2 separate regions of the Mus musculus genome follow, and region 1 is linked to region 2. The links are chromatin contacts, called in public promoter capture Hi-C maps. All regions are on one chromosome and are shown on one strand. Each heading gives the region's core, a stretch centred on a gene start, on an enhancer-like site or on the middle of the called end of the contact. The rest is flanking DNA. Distances are from core to core; before and after follow the strand shown. Region 1 overlaps Tmc7 (transmembrane channel-like gene family 7). Region 2 holds the start of 4930583K01Rik (RIKEN cDNA 4930583K01 gene).

Region 1 (5,923 bases), core at 217-2,716, 330 kb before region 2:
TATCATCAGACACTCCAGAAGAGGGAGTCAGATCTCGTTATAGATGGTTGTGAGCCACCATGTGGTTGCTGGGATTCGAACTCTGGACCTTCGGAAGAGCAGTCGGGTGCTCTTACCCACTGAGCCATCTCACCAGCCCCTCAGCCTGGTTTCTTACACACCCCAGGACCAGGATCACTTGCCCAGGGGTAGCCCCACTCACAATGAGCAAGGCCCTCCTCCATCATTCATCAAGCAAGAAAATGCCCTCCCCCCACACTTGCCTACAGGCCAATCTGATAGAGATTCCCTCTCTGACCTCTCAGGGTACCAAACGGTATACAGACACGCATACAAACAAAAAACTCAGAAATAAATAAATCTAAAAAGTAAAAGAGATTCTCTCTTCTCATAAATGTCTAGGTTTATGTTAAGTTGGCAAAAACCAACCAATACTAGACCTTCCTTGTGGGAAGTACACCTAGCTTGGACCATAGCCATGGTACCGTGTAGAGACAGTGGTAGCCACAGTGACCCTGCCTAACCCCAGTTCGAGAAGCATCCCTCTGGCACAAACCCTTCATGGCTCCCACTTTATCAGACAAAAGCGAGTGTCTTCCCTGATACTCAAGGCCCCTGGCCTGTTCTATCCCCCATGATTTACTGTCCTCCTGTTGACTCCCACCAATCTCTTTCTCAGGCCTGCCGAGCTCCATCTGCCTCAGGGCCTTTGCACTTGCTGTTTTCTTCTTAGACAGCCTTTCCCAGGAAGGCTGCATAACTTTCTCCCTGCTTTCCCCACCTTCCTCAAATGTTACCTTCTCAGGTACCAAATCCTACTTGGCCAAGTGTAAGGAACGATGTGATGTGATTCTTGTCCCTGGAATAGAGTCAGCAGGGCATGGGCCTCCATGGTGTGGATGGTTGTTGTGGGCGTAAGGCTTATTTGTATAATAATAGACATATTTTCATGCTCCTCCTTGGAGGAATAACCTTAAGGTTCATGACTCCATGAGAATCAGAGACAGCACAAGTCTAGGAGGTGAAGGTGTATCTAAAGTCTCAGCAAAATGGTAGGATGTTGTGACTTTAGGCTGTGGGAAAGAACTCTAAAAACATGAGTTCAAAAATATATAATTTCTCAACTATGGAAAATATAAGGAAGGGATTAAACTGAGGTCATCAGACCTGGTGCCAAGTGCTGAGCCATCTTGATAGGCCATATATCACTTGATGAGTATCTTGTGTGTGGTAGCTTTTAAAGTAGAGTCTCTGAATTCTAGAAACTTCTAGATAAAAAGCCTTTGGAATCTGTATGTATATGTATTTATCAAGCTTCCTCTCTCTGGTTAGCTTCCGGAATAACAATGATGTCAAACCGCAGGGAGTGGACAAGTGCCCAGGAACCAGTGTAAGCAGGCTCTGCAATCAGTGTCTCCCTGTTGTGAGATTGTTTGAGAACAATGAACTGTGCTCCTAACAGATCAAAGTGCATGTCCATAAACACGTCTGTGGAGAGAATCTCAAACAGGAACATCGAGTACAGTCAGTGTGTACTGCCAACTCCCCTCCCCCTGGGACATGGCTCACACTTACAATCTGAGGTCTAGGGAGGCTCTAGGAACTTCAGTTTGAAACCAGCCTGGGCTACAAGTCGAGTTCTAAGTTGGCCTGAGCTACAAACATAAACACCCTGAAAAACAACCACTAATTTTATTTTCAGTTGTAAAAATGTATCATCCATATGGAAAAGAATAATGTTTCATGATTAATTATTTGCCCCTTGTTTTTTTGCACCCTGCTTTCTAGGGTGCTAACCACATACTTTGATCAAAAACTTGGTAGATAATTGAACAGTGTCCTCAAAACCAGATTCATCCATTCCCAATTCATTCATTCATTCATTCATTCATCAGTTATTTATCAGACACTGACATGTGTCAAGTCCTGCACAGACCCAGACGATTCATGGTGGTGGAGAAAAATGGGGTCCCTGAGAGAAGAGAGAGACAATACACATTAAACAGCCTAGATTAAGGATTGGAATGACTGTCATGTGTCTCTCTCTAAGAATTCCACGATGGCTCTGCTGTCACACCTAAAAGCTGGGCTGGAGCGATGGGTCAGCGGTGAAGAGCAAGCACTGATCTTGCAGAGGGCAGGAGTTCAGTCCCCAGCATCCATATCGGGCAGCCACAGGGAACTGGATGCCCTCTTCAGGCCTCCTCAGGCACCTGCATACATTCGCAAAAACAACCCCTCCCCCCACACAAAAATAAAAAGTGACTGAAAAGGCTAAGGCCACAATGTGTGACAAGTGCTTAGTTCTGATGGAAAAGACAGAGCAGGCATTGGAGTTCAGTGAGAGAGTATGTGCTTAACATGCCCAAGGCTCTGAGTTTATCCCCAGCAACATACATACACATACTTAGATGATGTGGTGTGTGTGTGTGTGTGTGTAGTGTATCATAGCACAGTGGCACAGCACAGCACAGCATAGAAGAGAGTTCTTTGTTTCAGCCATCCATTGGCACTTTTGGAACATGTTGCCCATGGGAAGAGAGGACACTTATCCTCACAGTAACTGGCAGATTCTCCATGACTCACAAGGTCATTTTTTATCCTGAGTTCCACGAACCTGAGAGTAGGAAGCAAAGCCCTAAGTGTGCTCAGCACCAAATATGGCTGAAGCGCCTTTGGCAGGCATGCAGAGGGATGCAGGGCCTTTGGAGACACTCAGATCATGCTTGGCCAGTCTCTTGAGAGTTTATAGTTTTCACTAGGATGTCAGGACCCAAGGAAGCCCTTCTTCACATGTCCATGCTTCTGTTCTGACATTCATTCATTCATTCATTCATTCATTCATTCATCTATTCATTTGGTCTTCAAGTAGAGGGCCTTCTAGGGGCAAGACACTGCTCTAGACTCAGAGACTCGACTTTGAGCTGAGCCTGGTGGTGCAGGCCAACCATCCCAGCTACTGCGGAGGCTGAAGCAAGAGGAATTTGAGTTTGAGGCCACTCTGCGGCTGATGGCAGAGCATTTGACTGGTGTGCCTGAGGCCCTGGGGTCAGTCCCAGTTCTGAAAGAGAGGAAGGAAGCTCCCTGCTCTGACCCATGCCACCTGTCACCCTTGCCCTCCTGCCCTAGTAACAGCCTAAATGCTGCAGTCTGATCCCAAGAAATTTTAGGTATTTCTCAGCAGTCACCCCGATGTTGGAAACATGCAAAGGCTTAGTTAAACAGCCCCCATACTGACCTAAGGGGCCACACTGATGGCAGGGCTAAGTCAGAGGAGCACCTGACACTCATATTCCCCAAGGACAAGCTGCCCAAGGCTCAAAAAGGTGCAGCCAGAGGCCGTGATTGTCTTAACATGAGCCTTGGGCGAGTCGTCATCTCTCTGAGCCTCAGTTTCCCCGTTAAAGAGCCAGGGCCCCGAAGCCTATGAGAGGCCTGGTGGAGTTTTGAAACCAGCACAGCCCTGTATTAAAGCTGGAGGGAGAGTCTAGGGATGAGGACAGCACTGGAAGTGTTTGTAAAGGAGGTGGGAATGTTCTCTGGAGCGGCTGGAGAGAAAGACATGTGTACAGCTTGGTTGGAAGCGGAGGAACATTTAGCCATTTTACCTGTGTGTCATGTTAGCGTTTATAAGGCTGTTGCAAGTCCACAGCCCATTTCATGGGGGAAGTCAGGACGTGGGTAATGTGATTGGATGTTAGGTCCATCCTTAACCCAGTGTTTAGTAGCAAGTGGGCAAGACCCTTTAACTCCGTGTGTGTGTGTGTGTGTGTGTGTGTGTGTGTGTGTGTGTGTGTGTGTGTGTACACGCACACCATAGACATGTGGAGGTCAGAGACCATCCTTCAAGAGTCAGTCTCTCTTTCTGTGAGTTATGGGGCTCGAACTCAGGTCTTCAGGCTTGCACTGTAAGCTCTCTTACCTGCTGAGCCAGCCCATGATGGTGAATCTTCATTTTCTACTGTCTCCTAGCTGATTCTAAATCTAGTCAAGTTGAGTCAGTCTCTTGTTGTATAACCCCAGCTGGTCTCACCCTTGCAGCAATCCTCCTGCTTCAGCCTTCTGACTGCTGGCCTTACTTGTATACACGGCTAGGCTTCTCTTTCAGTACTTCTAACAGCCAAGCCCGAAGGGAGAGCTCACTGACGCTCACAGTGAGACAGGTGTCCATGGTTTGTGGTGACAGATGCCCTCCGTCTGAGATGAGTAGAACTGATGTCTTCCTGGGGTAGCCTGGCTGGTGGGTAACAGTGCAGATCTGAAGCCAGCCCAGGCTTCGGTTCCCATCTGCACTGGTTCCTGACCCCTACAGTTGTTGAATATTCAACAAGCCCCATATTCAAAGACCTTTGTTCCTGGTTAATAACAGTTCTTTGTTGCTGCCTAGCGGGAGGAGTGTCCCAAGGCTGCACCCTTGCCCTGCTGCCTTCTAGATTGAACCTAATAGCTGGAGGCAGCTCTGCCTGTCACTGGAGTGCCTCACATCCTCAGGGTGTGTTGGTATGAATGTGGCATGGCTTGCTCATGGAGGTTGGCAGAGCCTGGGCGCGTGTCTCTGCGTCATCCACAGTGAGACAACTGCTGTCTTGTGTCTGAGCATGCCTTTCAGGGAGGGGCAGAGGTTTGGTAATCTGAACGTTCCAGAGAGACCTGGAATGCAGGTCCCGGGTCCTCCCCAAGCCCTCTCACACTTCCTGGAACATTACGGGGGGAGCACTGTGTGTCTGCCATATCACTGAGACTTGCCCCCTTGTGAGCACCTGTGATGCTGAGACCATGCCCATAGTACCTAGGCTTGGCCTTATGGGGTGCCCAGGCCTGCCCTTAAGGTCTCACTGGGTAGCCCAGGATGGTTTCAAATTCAGGATCTACCATCTTAGTCTCCTGAATTAGGAACACAGCATGAGTTACAGCACCCTACTGAGTGACCAGTTAAAGTGTGGTCAGAACAGAGTCAGCACTCATCTGCAGGTCCTTTACATGTAAGGTCTCACACAAGCATCTTGATTTTTCCCACATCCTACATACAATGCCCACATGGATGTTCTCTGTGACTGGAAACAAAGGCAGAGGCTTGATTCTTGTCTGTGGGTTCTACTGCCTGGATATCTTTTAAATTACATTTATTTGTTTGTAGTGTGTGTGCATGAATGTGTATGGTGCATGTTGGGGGTCAGAGGACAGCTTGCAAGAGTTGGTTCTCTCCCATCATGTGAGTTCTAGAAGTCAAACTCAGATTCTTAGTCTCAGTGGCAAGTGCCTTTACCCTATAAGCCATCTTGTTGACCCTGGTTGGTCCTTACAGGACTGGCTCCCAAATGCCCAAAATGGTTTCTGGACTCTATTATAACTTGATGCTGGCAGAGTACTTTTCTTTTGTGCCCTTGGTTAAAGCTAATCTCAGCTAAGGCTTAGGGGGAAAGGGTATAGACCGGCTGGATGATGCCACCATCTGCCAACCAAATGGACCTCTAGGCTCCTGTCTGTCTCTCCACCAGTGCTCCAGTCAGAAGTCTGCATATTCCTCTAAAGATGTGCCTTGTGCATGGCTGCCCCAGGATCCTTGCACTTCCTGCCCCCTCTGCTCTTCCCCACGTAGCCTCAAGTCTGTTCCTTCTTTCCATTGAGCTTCAGCTAAGGGTAAGAAAGAACTGATCTTTAACCAAAAGCAGTGTCTGGCCCCAGTCTCACCTCTGCCCCTTACCCTACAGCCCCCAAGTGTGCCTTTGTGTTCTCTTTACATTGTGCCTACCACTTCCTGTCATAAGTTTATCTCCAGCTTCTTGTCTGGTTGTCTTCTTGCCCCCCTCAGAATATGAGCTGCATAAGAGCAGGGCATTTCCCTTGATTCCCATGGCATCCCTAGCTCCAGAAAGGTTGTGTGGTAGATCTGTTTGTTGAATGACTATTTGGGATCAGGAAA
Region 2 (5,084 bases), core at 1,471-3,970:
GGAACTGAGGAATGGCATCAGGCAAAAGGCACCTGCAGCCAGACTGAGAGCTGCTCTAGCAGGGAGCGAGAGGGGACCTGAACAAATTGGAGGACTTCAGTCAGTTCTCATGATAGGTCCTGCCCTTAGTGCTTTCTCCCTAAGCTTCTTGAGGGCTGGGTGCTGATGGCTGTCCTAGTGTCAATTTCTTGGTTAGTAGGTACTCCATCAATTTTGCTGAATTTCGACTAAAAGACCAAACCATGATTAGATGACATATTAGAATGTACTAAGGACTGGGGCTGGAGAGATGGCTCAACAGTTCAGAATATGTACCCCATCTATATATTCTTATTATGTAGTCTGGCTGTCCTGGAACTCTCTGTATAGACTCACACTCACAGAGATTTCCCTGCCTCTGTCTCCGATTCCCCAGCTTAAAGGTGTACTTTACAATACAGGGCTCAAGAACATACACTGCTCTTACAGAGGACCTGAGTTTGGTTCCCAGCACCCACTGGCTGGCTCCAAACTGCCTATAACTCCGGTTCCAGGAGATCCAACGTTCTCTTTGGACTAATAGTACCCTATTAGTATTTGCTACTCCCCACTCCTATAATTAAGAATAAAATACTTAAAAAATACTAGATTATGTGTTTATCATTGCTTCTATAATTAAACATATAAGTAACAAAACAAGAATACCTTCTAAAAATCCAGGCATGGGGCTGGAGAAATGGCTCAGCGGTGTTCTTACACCGGTTTCTCTTCCAGAGGTCCTGAGTTCAATTCCCAGAAACCACACGGTAGCTTAAAACCATCTGTAATGGGATCTGATTGATTCCCTCTTCTGGTATGTCTAATGACAGCCACAGTGTACTCATATAAATAAAATAAATAAATCTTTAAAAAAAAGGCAAAACCAGGCATAATGGCACATGCCTGTAAATCCAGCACCCAAGAGGCAGATGCAGGAGAGTTATGAGTTGGAGCCCAGCTGTGCTTTTTAACTTATGCACCTGGTGGGTCCCTTCCTTGTATCCTTTTTTCAGTGAGAAGTAAATTGGCATTTATGAAGATGCCCAGAGCAATTTCAGTATGGAAGCAATCTTATTGAAGTAACGATCATTATTTTACAGCACTGGCGATTGAACAGGAGGCCTCAAACATGGTAGGTGACCAAACTGCTGCAACACTGAACTACTTTCCAGCTCCATTATTGATTTTTTTTTTTTTACAGTAGGTTGGTGACCAGGCCTGGGTCTGGCCAATTCCTTGTGGGAATTTCTGTCTTGAGTCAAAGATCGTATTTTTCAGAAGACTTTCCCCCCACTTCTTCTGCAATGGTGGGCAATGTGGGTGGCAGAAAGAGAAAAAAAATCATTTGATTGTCTTTTGGAATAGCAGGATCCTCCTTCATTGACGGATTTGTGGGCATACTCAGGATCAGATGGTGGAAAAATGTAAGGGATATACTCATAGGGAGATATCGCCTGATAATTAAGTACTTTAGTGATAGTTTTATTTCTTGGGGGTTGGGTAGGCAGTGTCCCATGTAGGCCAGGTTTGCGGAAGGTGAGCCTGAACAACTTCCGGTTTCCATTTCTTGAATGCTAGGGTTACAGACACATCGTCATGCTGCATTTATGGGGTGCTGGGGATGGAACCCAGTGATTCGTGCTTGCTCCTGCTTTGAGCATTCTACTTTCTGAGCCATGTCCTTGGTAACAATTTTGAATTACTTAAGTGATGTATACATACTTCTCTTGTGAGGCAAAACGATGGATGGCCTAAAAACTTTATGTGGAAAAGGTTTAAATACTTGCTTGATGTGTATCTCGGCTATTTTTAAAGTTGAGCCTGCAGCTAGGGAGATAGCTCAGTCATTAAAGTGCTTGCCCCGCACACACGAGAAACCACCTGAAAAAAAGCCAGAAATGGTGTCACCGTTTGTAAAGCCAGCGTTGAGGAAACAGAAGATTCGTGGGGCTCTCTGGCCAGCTAGTGAGAGAGAGACCTTGCCTCAAAATACATGGTAGCTGGAGGCTTATGAGCAACACTTGAGGTTGTTCTCTGTACTTCACATGTAAACACGCACACAAAGGAGTATATTGCGTTCACATAATGTGCCCAGTGCTTTATCGAATTCTTTCAGGAGAGTGTGGGTAACAGGCCTCTTACTACTAGAAGGAACCAGATTACAGAGCACAGTTCATGGGGCAGGAAGCAGGCGTTGTTTTTCACTTTTGGAAAATATGTACCAGGACTGCATGACATTTCAGGTAGGGGTTGAAAAGGTGTCGCTTTCACTTCCCCTTCCTCGATTTTACTATTCTGACTTTTTCCCTTAAGACGGTGGCAGGCAGGTGGACGCACGTGAGCGCCAAGGGCACATCTGTGTGCGCGCATTAGCGCTCAAGGGCACGCTCCCCCTCCTGTCCTCCATTGGACGCCTGTTCACACCTGACTGCCGGTCCTCCGAGTGTATGGGAGGGCGTGTGTGGACCCGGGGTGGAGATCCCCTCTCCCATGATGCCCCGCGACGAGTCCACATTGCTCTCTACCACCCGCAGACAGAGCTGCTGCTCAGGAGGCCCAGGGAGGTCCGCTCGGGTCCCTGCTCTCCAGTAGTTCTCGCCTTCTCCTCAAAGCCCCACCCCTTTTAGCTACGCGAACGCGGACCTCGCCTTGAAGTCTAGGCTCTCAGAACTCCAGTGCCTCTCGAGCAGGTCCCGCCTTTTGACTTTCGCCCCTCCCCTCTCCAGGTTCAGCAGCCACAGACCACGCCCCAACTAGTCCCGCCCTTCTTCTCCAGGCTTGGGGCGCGCCGGCACCGCCCCTCCTAGGTGACCCTACCCCTGTCATAAGCCCCGCCTCTAGTCCATATTCTGTGACCAATAGCCCCGCCTTTCACCCCGAGCCCCGCCCCTCTCCAGGCTCCTAGGGCGCCGGCACCGCCCCTCGCTCCCAGCATGCCGTGCGGCAGCGGCGGCGCGGCGGGCGGAGCCGGGAGGCGGGGAAGCCGTGGCCGTGTGAGCGTGAGGAGCCGCCGCCACCGCCTCCTCGCTGTCCTCGTCCTCCTGGGCCCCAGCGTCGCGGGCCGCGCGCTGCCCTGGAAGAGACGTCGCCTCGCCTGCCTCCGCCTCCCCCTCGCCGCGCCGCTCCCGCCTCCTGCTCCTGCGTTGCGGGCTCCAGCGGAACCCGGAACGGCCGTCCGCCTCCCCCGCCCTCCGCCGCCCCCTCCGCGGCTTCCTCCTCAGCCCCGGGCCAGATCGCAGTGTCGGCGGCGGCCGGTTCAGGCGGCGACTCGCGCTTCTTCGGGCGGCGGCGCTTGGCCATGTCGTGTCGGGGAAGGTAATGAGCCGCAGAGCCCCGGGGTCTCGGCTGAGCAGCGGCGGCGGCGGCACCAAGTACCCGCGGAGCTGGAATGACTGGCAACCCAGGTGGGTGACCGCGTCGAGCCTCGCCTGGAGCTGGCCGAGGCCTAGGCCCGCGGGACTGGGAGGCGCGGCCTAGGCCCGCGGTCCCTGGAGCCGGGCGCGGCTTCCTGGGTGTCCTCCGGGCCTGGTCCGGCAGGAAAGCTGCGGGCAGCGGAGGCCTCTGTGCCCGGCTGGCCGCCTCAGCCGGATGGCTGGAGCAGTGGCTCTGAGCTTGGGTGGAGGAGGACGTTCCACTGCCGTCTAACTCCAAGTTGAGATTTGAGGTCCAGGAACCCTCCCTGTTACCTATTAACTTCCTCGGCTCCGCGTCCAGTCCTCATGCCAAAGACCACCTTAACTCTGCGTCCTTCTGGACTCCCACGTGTTAATTAATGTATTTTAAAAGCTGAGAACTCTACCGAGGTCTTCCTCTGACTTTAGACAGGATGTTAGTCGACCAAAAGATGAGATTATGGGACTGTGAATGAAATCGACACAATCAGGCACTGGGGCATTTTAAGTTTTCCCCAACTGCAGAAATAGTTTTTCTGGAAACAGTAATTTCCCAGGGCGCTTTGGAGTGAATTTGTATTCTCAGGAGTAGAGAAATTTCGTTTTGCATGAAGGAATTGGAGTCTGGTTGGATTTAAAATATTAAGAGAAAAATACGAAAGAAAAACTATTTCTAGTCAGTTCTTTCTGATTATGGACTGGTTATACTTAATGTAGGTTCCCATTCTTTGCTGAGTAAAGGCTTCAAGTATTCAGAGACTACTTGAGCTTTAACAGTGCCTAGGACTTCCTAAATGTATAAAACCTGTCTTTCAGTAGAAGTTGATGTATTCTTTGAAGTACACTCCGTTGTTCAGAATGGCCACGTGAATGGAAAGCGTACACTTTTTGGTGTTGGTCTTGCTTTCTAGTAGATCCTCCTAATTTCAGAACAGCTTGGAAGTGGAGTATTTTAGAAGTTAGTGTGTTACATTTTAAGAGTTGGTAGAGAAATTAAAATGCTCTTTGGCTAATAGGGGTACACTTATTTTGTTTAACGTGCATTCCTAAACATTGTGTCTCTTGAGAACTGATGTTTGTGACTAAATGATTGTAAAAACGAATGCCTAAGTCTAGATTTGAGATTTGAAGCAGTTATAAGGAGTGTTTGCAAAATCATCGCTTTGACTTGCCCTGCATGAAGGTTTGTGCAGTGCGTTAAATAAAACAAGTTGACATTCTTTTCATTGACATGCTTTGATTTCACTGTTATTGAAATGTGTGAGGTTTGATTTTAAGCAGCTGACACATTAGGTGATAAATGAACTTGAATTTGACTTTTGATAGAGCTCTTATTTAAAAATGGATTCTACAGCTGGCTATGGTGGTGCACACTTTTAATCCCAGCACTTGGGAGGCAGAGGCAGGTGGCTTCCTGAGAGTTTGAGTCCAGCCTGGTCTGAGTTCCAAGACAGCCAAGATAAACCCTTGTCTCCTGTCTCGGAAAACAATGGATTCTACTATATTTTAGCATATTATGACCTGTATACACACACACACACACACACACACACACACACGCACACACAAAAACACACACAGAGCAGAATGGCTTATATAGTTAAGGAATATGTGCATAGGTTGTTAGTTAATGTCACCTATGTTTCAAATATTTTTGTTTCTTGGCATAGTGAG

What was found. Promoter capture Hi-C pulls out the DNA fragments that hold promoters and counts their contacts.
Region 1: a promoter capture Hi-C map of liver shows a contact between it and region 2. The contact joins the enhancer-like site here to the promoter of 4930583K01Rik in region 2. A contact is called at or near these places in 3 of 39 promoter capture datasets (the C10 cell line, hippocampal neurons and liver), 1 of 484 Hi-C or Micro-C datasets (embryonic stem cells), 2 of 115 datasets of contacts at active chromatin or transcription factors (embryonic stem cells and microglia) and 3 of 9 other capture datasets (adipose tissue, liver and pancreatic islet).

Annotation. Positions count from the first base shown.
Region 1 is chr7:118,567,799-118,573,721 of GRCm38.p6, reverse strand. All of the region lies in intron 1 of Tmc7 (transmembrane channel-like gene family 7), which reads left to right. Among named protein-coding and RNA genes, the nearest start is that of Tmc7, 14 kb to the left of the region's middle. Within about 2 kb of position 1,466, at least 19 of the 459 cell types and tissues checked have an H3K27ac peak or open chromatin away from gene starts, as enhancers often do. A contact at or near this core is called in liver, where this site is marked.
Region 2 is chr7:118,241,543-118,246,626 of GRCm38.p6, reverse strand. 4930583K01Rik (RIKEN cDNA 4930583K01 gene) reads right to left here and starts at 2,720. Exons shown (of 2, transcript NR_027879.1): 1 at 2,662-2,720; 2 at 1,076-1,899. It overlaps Smg1 (SMG1 homolog, phosphatidylinositol 3-kinase-related kinase (C. elegans)), which reads left to right and starts at 2,990. Exons shown (of 63, transcript NM_001031814.1): 1 at 2,990-3,422. The coding sequence starts at 3,337.